Regions from separate parts of the Xenopus laevis genome. Here region 1 is linked to region 2. The links are chromatin contacts, called in public Hi-C maps. All regions are on one chromosome and are shown on one strand. The core of a region is the stretch at or near the end of the contact, and the rest is flanking DNA. Distances in the headings are between cores, read along the strand shown. Region 1 has its middle 7.2 kb from the start of dagla.L. Region 2 overlaps dagla.L (diacylglycerol lipase-alpha).

Evidence for each region. Hi-C and Micro-C count contacts between places; a contact is called where the count stands out from the background.
Region 1: a Hi-C map of the XL177 cell line shows a contact between it and region 2, with 3 times the contacts expected there. The contact joins two enhancer-like sites. A contact is called at or near these places in 2 of 4 Hi-C or Micro-C datasets (the XL177 cell line and animal cap).

The regions. Positions count from the first base shown.
Region 1 is chr4L:17,308,685-17,311,384 of Xenopus_laevis_v10.1, reverse strand. No RefSeq gene overlaps it. Among protein-coding and RNA genes, the nearest start is that of dagla.L, 7.2 kb to the right of the region's middle. Within about 2 kb of position 1,349, at least 1 of the 7 cell types and tissues checked has an H3K27ac peak or open chromatin away from gene starts, as enhancers often do.
Region 2 is chr4L:17,270,298-17,272,997 of Xenopus_laevis_v10.1, reverse strand. dagla.L (diacylglycerol lipase-alpha) reads left to right here. Exons shown (of 20, transcript XM_018257494.2): 20 at 1-1,160. Among protein-coding and RNA genes, the nearest start is that of myrf.L, 25 kb to the right of the region's middle. Within about 2 kb of position 1,272, at least 1 of the 7 cell types and tissues checked has an H3K27ac peak or open chromatin away from gene starts, as enhancers often do.

The DNA.
Region 1 (2,700 bases), core at 100-2,599, 38 kb before region 2:
CATAATAACTAAGCCACGGCAAGGTGAGTGATCTTGGTATTTAATTGGTTTTCATTTGGCCAGATTAATGTTCGAGTTTCACAAGGCTAAAAACCGAATAGAAAGTTGAGACCCGAACAGGCCTTAAAACTGAACTGTCGGGTGTTGTGTGTGTATAAATATATATATTTGTGTGTGTGTGTCTGTGACAGTAAGGAGTTTATTTATTAAAGGTTAAGTTTTGTTTTCTCTAAAAATTCACGTTTTATTCATACATATTTTTTCGAGATTTATTACAAATTCTTGTAAAAGTCAATGGCAGGGCAAAACTACATGATATTTTCAACACTTTCACTTTTTGGTGTTACTGATCCTTTAAGACATTGGCATTTTGTCCTGAGACAGTTATTCGTGGGCATTTCACCACACAACCCCTGCATTCTTAAATACAAACCACAAACATTCGGCTGATGGAGGCCTGGAGATTGTGACGGCAGACAAGAAAACATTGATTTTTTTGTCTACAGTTAATTATCTCTTTTTTTCAGTTTTTGCCTTGTAACTACATTAAACCTACATGTCCTTGTATACATTGAAATGAAATTTTCCTATTACAAGGAGGACACTGGAATGCAGATATGCAAATATAATCTGTCAAAGATATTAGTGTGTTCAGGCAGGGGTTAGTGAACTTGTCTTTTCTTTGCCCTATTGAATGCTGGTGGAGACAACACTAAAGCTCATTATTTCCAACAGACCTTGCTGTTATGGGCTACAGACACAGGATCCTTGTTCTCAGTGAGTAATTCAATTGATCCAAACAGGTAAACCATTCCCATTGCATCCAGCCCTTTGGATCCCCATGAGGCCCACCAGGAGGTCCACAGTACAGTTGCAGGGTTACAACTAGGATGTAGCAAGGGGGTCCTGCAAAACTATTGTGTCTGTACACCTTTAAAATTATACAGATAACAGGTTGTGTATAGCTGCTATATCCATTGTTCTACAGCTACAGAGAAACCTCAATTTTGCATACCTTGATTCTAAGTTTAGCTGCATTTTACAGCATTTTTCTGTGGTCCCACAAATAAATAATGCTCCTCAAATCAATATCTGTAGCCAGTATCAGACTGGGGTTTCGGAGTCCACCACAGTTGCTGCCTCAGGGGCCGCACACAGTGTCTGACTGGTGGGTTGGAGGCCCACCAGGGCTTCCACCACAGGGGCTCCCACCCCCCTCCAGTCCCCCATGCATAAGTGTATTGTAGTTGCAGCACGATCAGGGATAGTGGGGGGGAGGAGATCAGGGGGCAGCGTGGGCTAAAAACAGGTGTGGGTCTGGGCTACCGGGGCCCACCGGGTTTTTTCCCGTGTCCCACCGGCCCAGTCCGACTCTGCCCACACACACCCCTGCCCCAACCCCTCCTCCGACTCTGGCCCCCCAGCTGCAACCCCTCTCCAACTTTTGGCCCCCTGCCCCAGCCACAACCCCCCTCATGTACCTTATTTTATCTTTCAGATCTCTGTTCAGATCACATGCACACTAGGGTGAGTTTTTATCATTTGTTGGGCCACCAGTCCTTAAGGGCTGACAAAAAGTTTTATTATTAGTTCTGTCTTTATGGTTGCTGAACTATAGCACCCATCATGTTTTTATCCTTTAATATGCAGAGGAATGCTGGGAAGTTTAGTTCGGCAAGATTTAAGTTGTGCAACAGTACTGTGGAAGGTCGTTGTGCTGTTTAATGTATAGAAACTTGTTCACATTATCTGTGGTCATCTTTGTGTCCAATAGAGGGAACTGTAAATCTGCAAGAAGTTCATATGCAACGGGTCAGTTCTTACTACTGATAACTCAGCTACTGTATGATTGTGATAAAACTTCAGTCTAAAGCCGCAGGAGAAACATTTCAGCTTTGTGGGGTGCAATTGTCCTTATCTCAGCCTGCAGCTTTTCCATAGAGCCAGTCACTTGTAGCAGCACAGAGTAGGGACAAACTGAACAGGGTCAGTCATCCAAGCTACATAAATAAGGACCGGGGCACAATACCCTCTCTGTTGCGAGAGAAGAAGGCAAACATTGTAAGTGGAGGGAAGGGGTTAGATTTCTCTTGTTGTCTTCGAAATCCATGCGCCGCAGTTCAAGAAGGTACTTTGGTGCCAAATAGTTCTTATTTTATTTATTTGCTTCCACCTCTGACAGGGAAGGAGAAAGAGTTACTAAAGGGAGTTGTATTGTTGGTTCTGAGTCCAGAAATCATATGTATTACAATAAGGGCCCAGTGATCACTTCTTCATGTTAGTGTATTCAAAACAGTATCCCTAGGAAGGGCCTCCACATTTTCAGGTTTTTCAAGCAATGCCTTACAAATATCCCATAATATCCAGCTGTGATAATGTAATTCCTTCTACGTCCGGTCCAAGACAGTTAGCTTTGGGTGCTATTTGGGCTTTCCTTGACTAAGCTTCAGCTTTGAGCAGAATTGGGCATCTCACAAGCTCCATACGATCCAAGGGCAAGACCTGAACAGAGATTGAATAGGCCACAGTGCTATTAAGAACTGACTGAGGGCCATTTATGAAGCAGACAAGCGCACCATTCATCCGTCTTTATGGTAGGGTCAAGGGTGAATGCCACTTTACAGGGCCTCTGGTACCGGAGACATGCCAGACAACAACATAACGCACTAGTCTATGCAGCTGATAGCAGCCCCCCTTGCA
Region 2 (2,700 bases), core at 23-2,522:
GTTGGGTGCTGCTTTTAAAGTGAAAGATAAGGCTTCCCTGTAGACATGAGCCCTAATGTATAGATGTGCTCCCACAATTATTTAAGTGACAACAATTCCACCCTGTCACACCCATGCACTCTTGGTGGTCGCACATACAGACTCATAGAAGGTACACACATCTATATTTAGTATGAAGGTCTTGTAAAACCATAGTAGAATCTATAGCACGTGTGAGGGATTATTGTCAGTATAACCCCAAGTATTTGGCCATCCCTACTGCTCATGATGCTCTCCCACAAAAGCAGCAGCCACCTATAGAAAGTGCCAAAGTATGCCATGTTTTATGGAGTAGCACCCAGTGTTTGTGCTTGTGATGGCAGTGGGGAGGGGTAACCATGTGGCTTAAAATGAGTTATACAGTATTTGTATTTTGGTTCCAGGGCAGCCTGCTGAGGGCTTGGTATTTGATACCCCTAATGTATTTAAAGTCCAGTGATTGGCCAGCTCTTTTGGAGCACTGGCTTTATTGGGTATTAGAAGATTGTTGCCATGTTAATTTAAAAGTTGTATTGCTCTAAAGCTGGAATCTAGATCTAGAGAGCCATCTACTGTTCCCTTCCAGCAGCATTATTAGTTTTGAGGCCACTGGAGAGCAACATGTTGCTCACGAGCTACTGGTTGGGGATCACTGGCCTATACTATGACCATGCTCCATTTCTGTATGAAGGAACAGGGGTGAGACGGAGGGGGGGAATAGATGAGTGGATCTACAATGAATAATGAAGGTGAGGAAAAATAGTTTGGAGAGTAGGCCTAGGTCTTCTAGTGGACCCCTGGCACCCCAGTCTTACATTAGCTTGCTGCAGTTCTTCAGCGTGCCCTTCTCATCACCCATGGTTTCCTTCATTGGCCTTATTTAATAACATTTCATGCCTTTAACCGCCACTCCCTTTATTTTTTCTTCCTTTTGACTGCTTTTTGCTCTGCACTTTAATTTTTCTCCACATTTTCCACGTGTCTTGTAGTTATTTCCCCATCCCTTATGTCTTTCATTTCACAGGGTCTTCTTCTTTTCCTCCTTTAGCTCAGGAGTTCTTTGCACATCTGAGGCTACTGTTGTCCATGTGGATGAAGAGGCTTGTCCTACATTGTGTTGGAAGTTTTGTTTGGGGTGGTGTACAATATTAAAAGAGCAGAGTGTCCATTAATAAAACAGACCCCCCCCCCTTCCCCCAGGAGCTGACACTTTCCAGTCCTGTTGTATTGAATAGATGACAGTTGACTAGTCTGACCAACCGGGTTCTGTGTTAAAATTGTAGGACACTCACGGGGAACATAGTAGTGTGCATGGGGCCTTAATGTTGTCTTATGAATCCTTTGTAGTCTAGTGTGCTATTTCTGGTAGGGCAGGGACATGCCAATGTGGGGGCAAATAGCTGATAAGTGCTATTTCTTTTTTTATTTAAAGCCAAGTGGAAGGTAGGGATTAGTCAAAGATTTGACAAGGCCATTTTATATTTTGTACCGTGCCGGAATTCCTTATTTATTTGTCCAGCAGCTGTTTTTGTGATGCCTCAGCTGCTCCTGTTACTCGTTTGTCTCTATTCTGTGTCACTGCTATAGATTAACCTCCCCAATGCCAACCCCCCCCCCCTCGAGGCTTAGCGGGGTGGTTGTTTCTAAACACTGGACTTTTTCTTTGCACAATGTAAATTTCACAGGGGAACGTCCTCAGATGGGAAAGGGGGGTTGTTGCAGATGCACGTTTCACTCATTCCGCCAATAACCACTATCTACGATTTCCCCCCTAACCCTGACTTGCTTTCAAATGCAGCCAAGTGTGCTGCACAGCCATGGAACGGGTGCTCGTGGCAGCATTAAAGGAGAAGGAAAGTTACAGAAGCAGTTCAATGCCAATAGATTAGCCACAATACTGCAAGCTATAACACTATATTTATTCTGCAGAATTCTGCAGTAAACAGCTCTAGAAGCTCTCTGTTTGTTTAGGATAGCAGCTGCCATATTAGCTTGGTGTGACATCATTTTCTTCCTGAGTCTCTCCCTGCTCACTCATAGCTCTGGGCTCAGATTAAGACAGGGAGGGGATGAGGGAGGGGGAGAAGAGCAAACTGAGCATGCTCAAACCCTAGCCCTGGAAGTTTATGGTGAAAACAAGAAGTCTGATAGAGAAGCCCATGAGTACACAATAGAAGGAAAGAAATTCTGTGTTTCTTTTGACAGAAGATTCCGAGCAGCATTACTTTGAGGGTTTACTAGTGTATTTATATAGACCTTTCTGATAAGGCTTACTTAATTTTAGTCTTTCCTTCTCCTTTAACTCTGTGTCCTGGTGATGCCTTCCTTCTGCCATGAAATGGACTTATACTTGTGGCAAGGTTGGCATGGGTGCAGTTGACCTTTCCCTGACATTTCCTGTTATCTGCAGATTTCATATATATATTTATATAATGTGTGTATTTGTGATGCTGTTAATGAGATATCTGAAGTTGTTAGCTGGTACATATACAGGTATAGGACCTGTTATCCAGAATGCTCAGGACCTGGGGGTTTTTCAGATAATGGATATTTCTGTAACTTGGATCTTCATACCTTAAGTCTACTAGAAAATCATGTAAATATTAAATAAACCCAATAGGCTGGTTTTGCTTCCAATAAGGATTAATTATATCTTAGTTGGGATCAAGTACAAGCTACTGT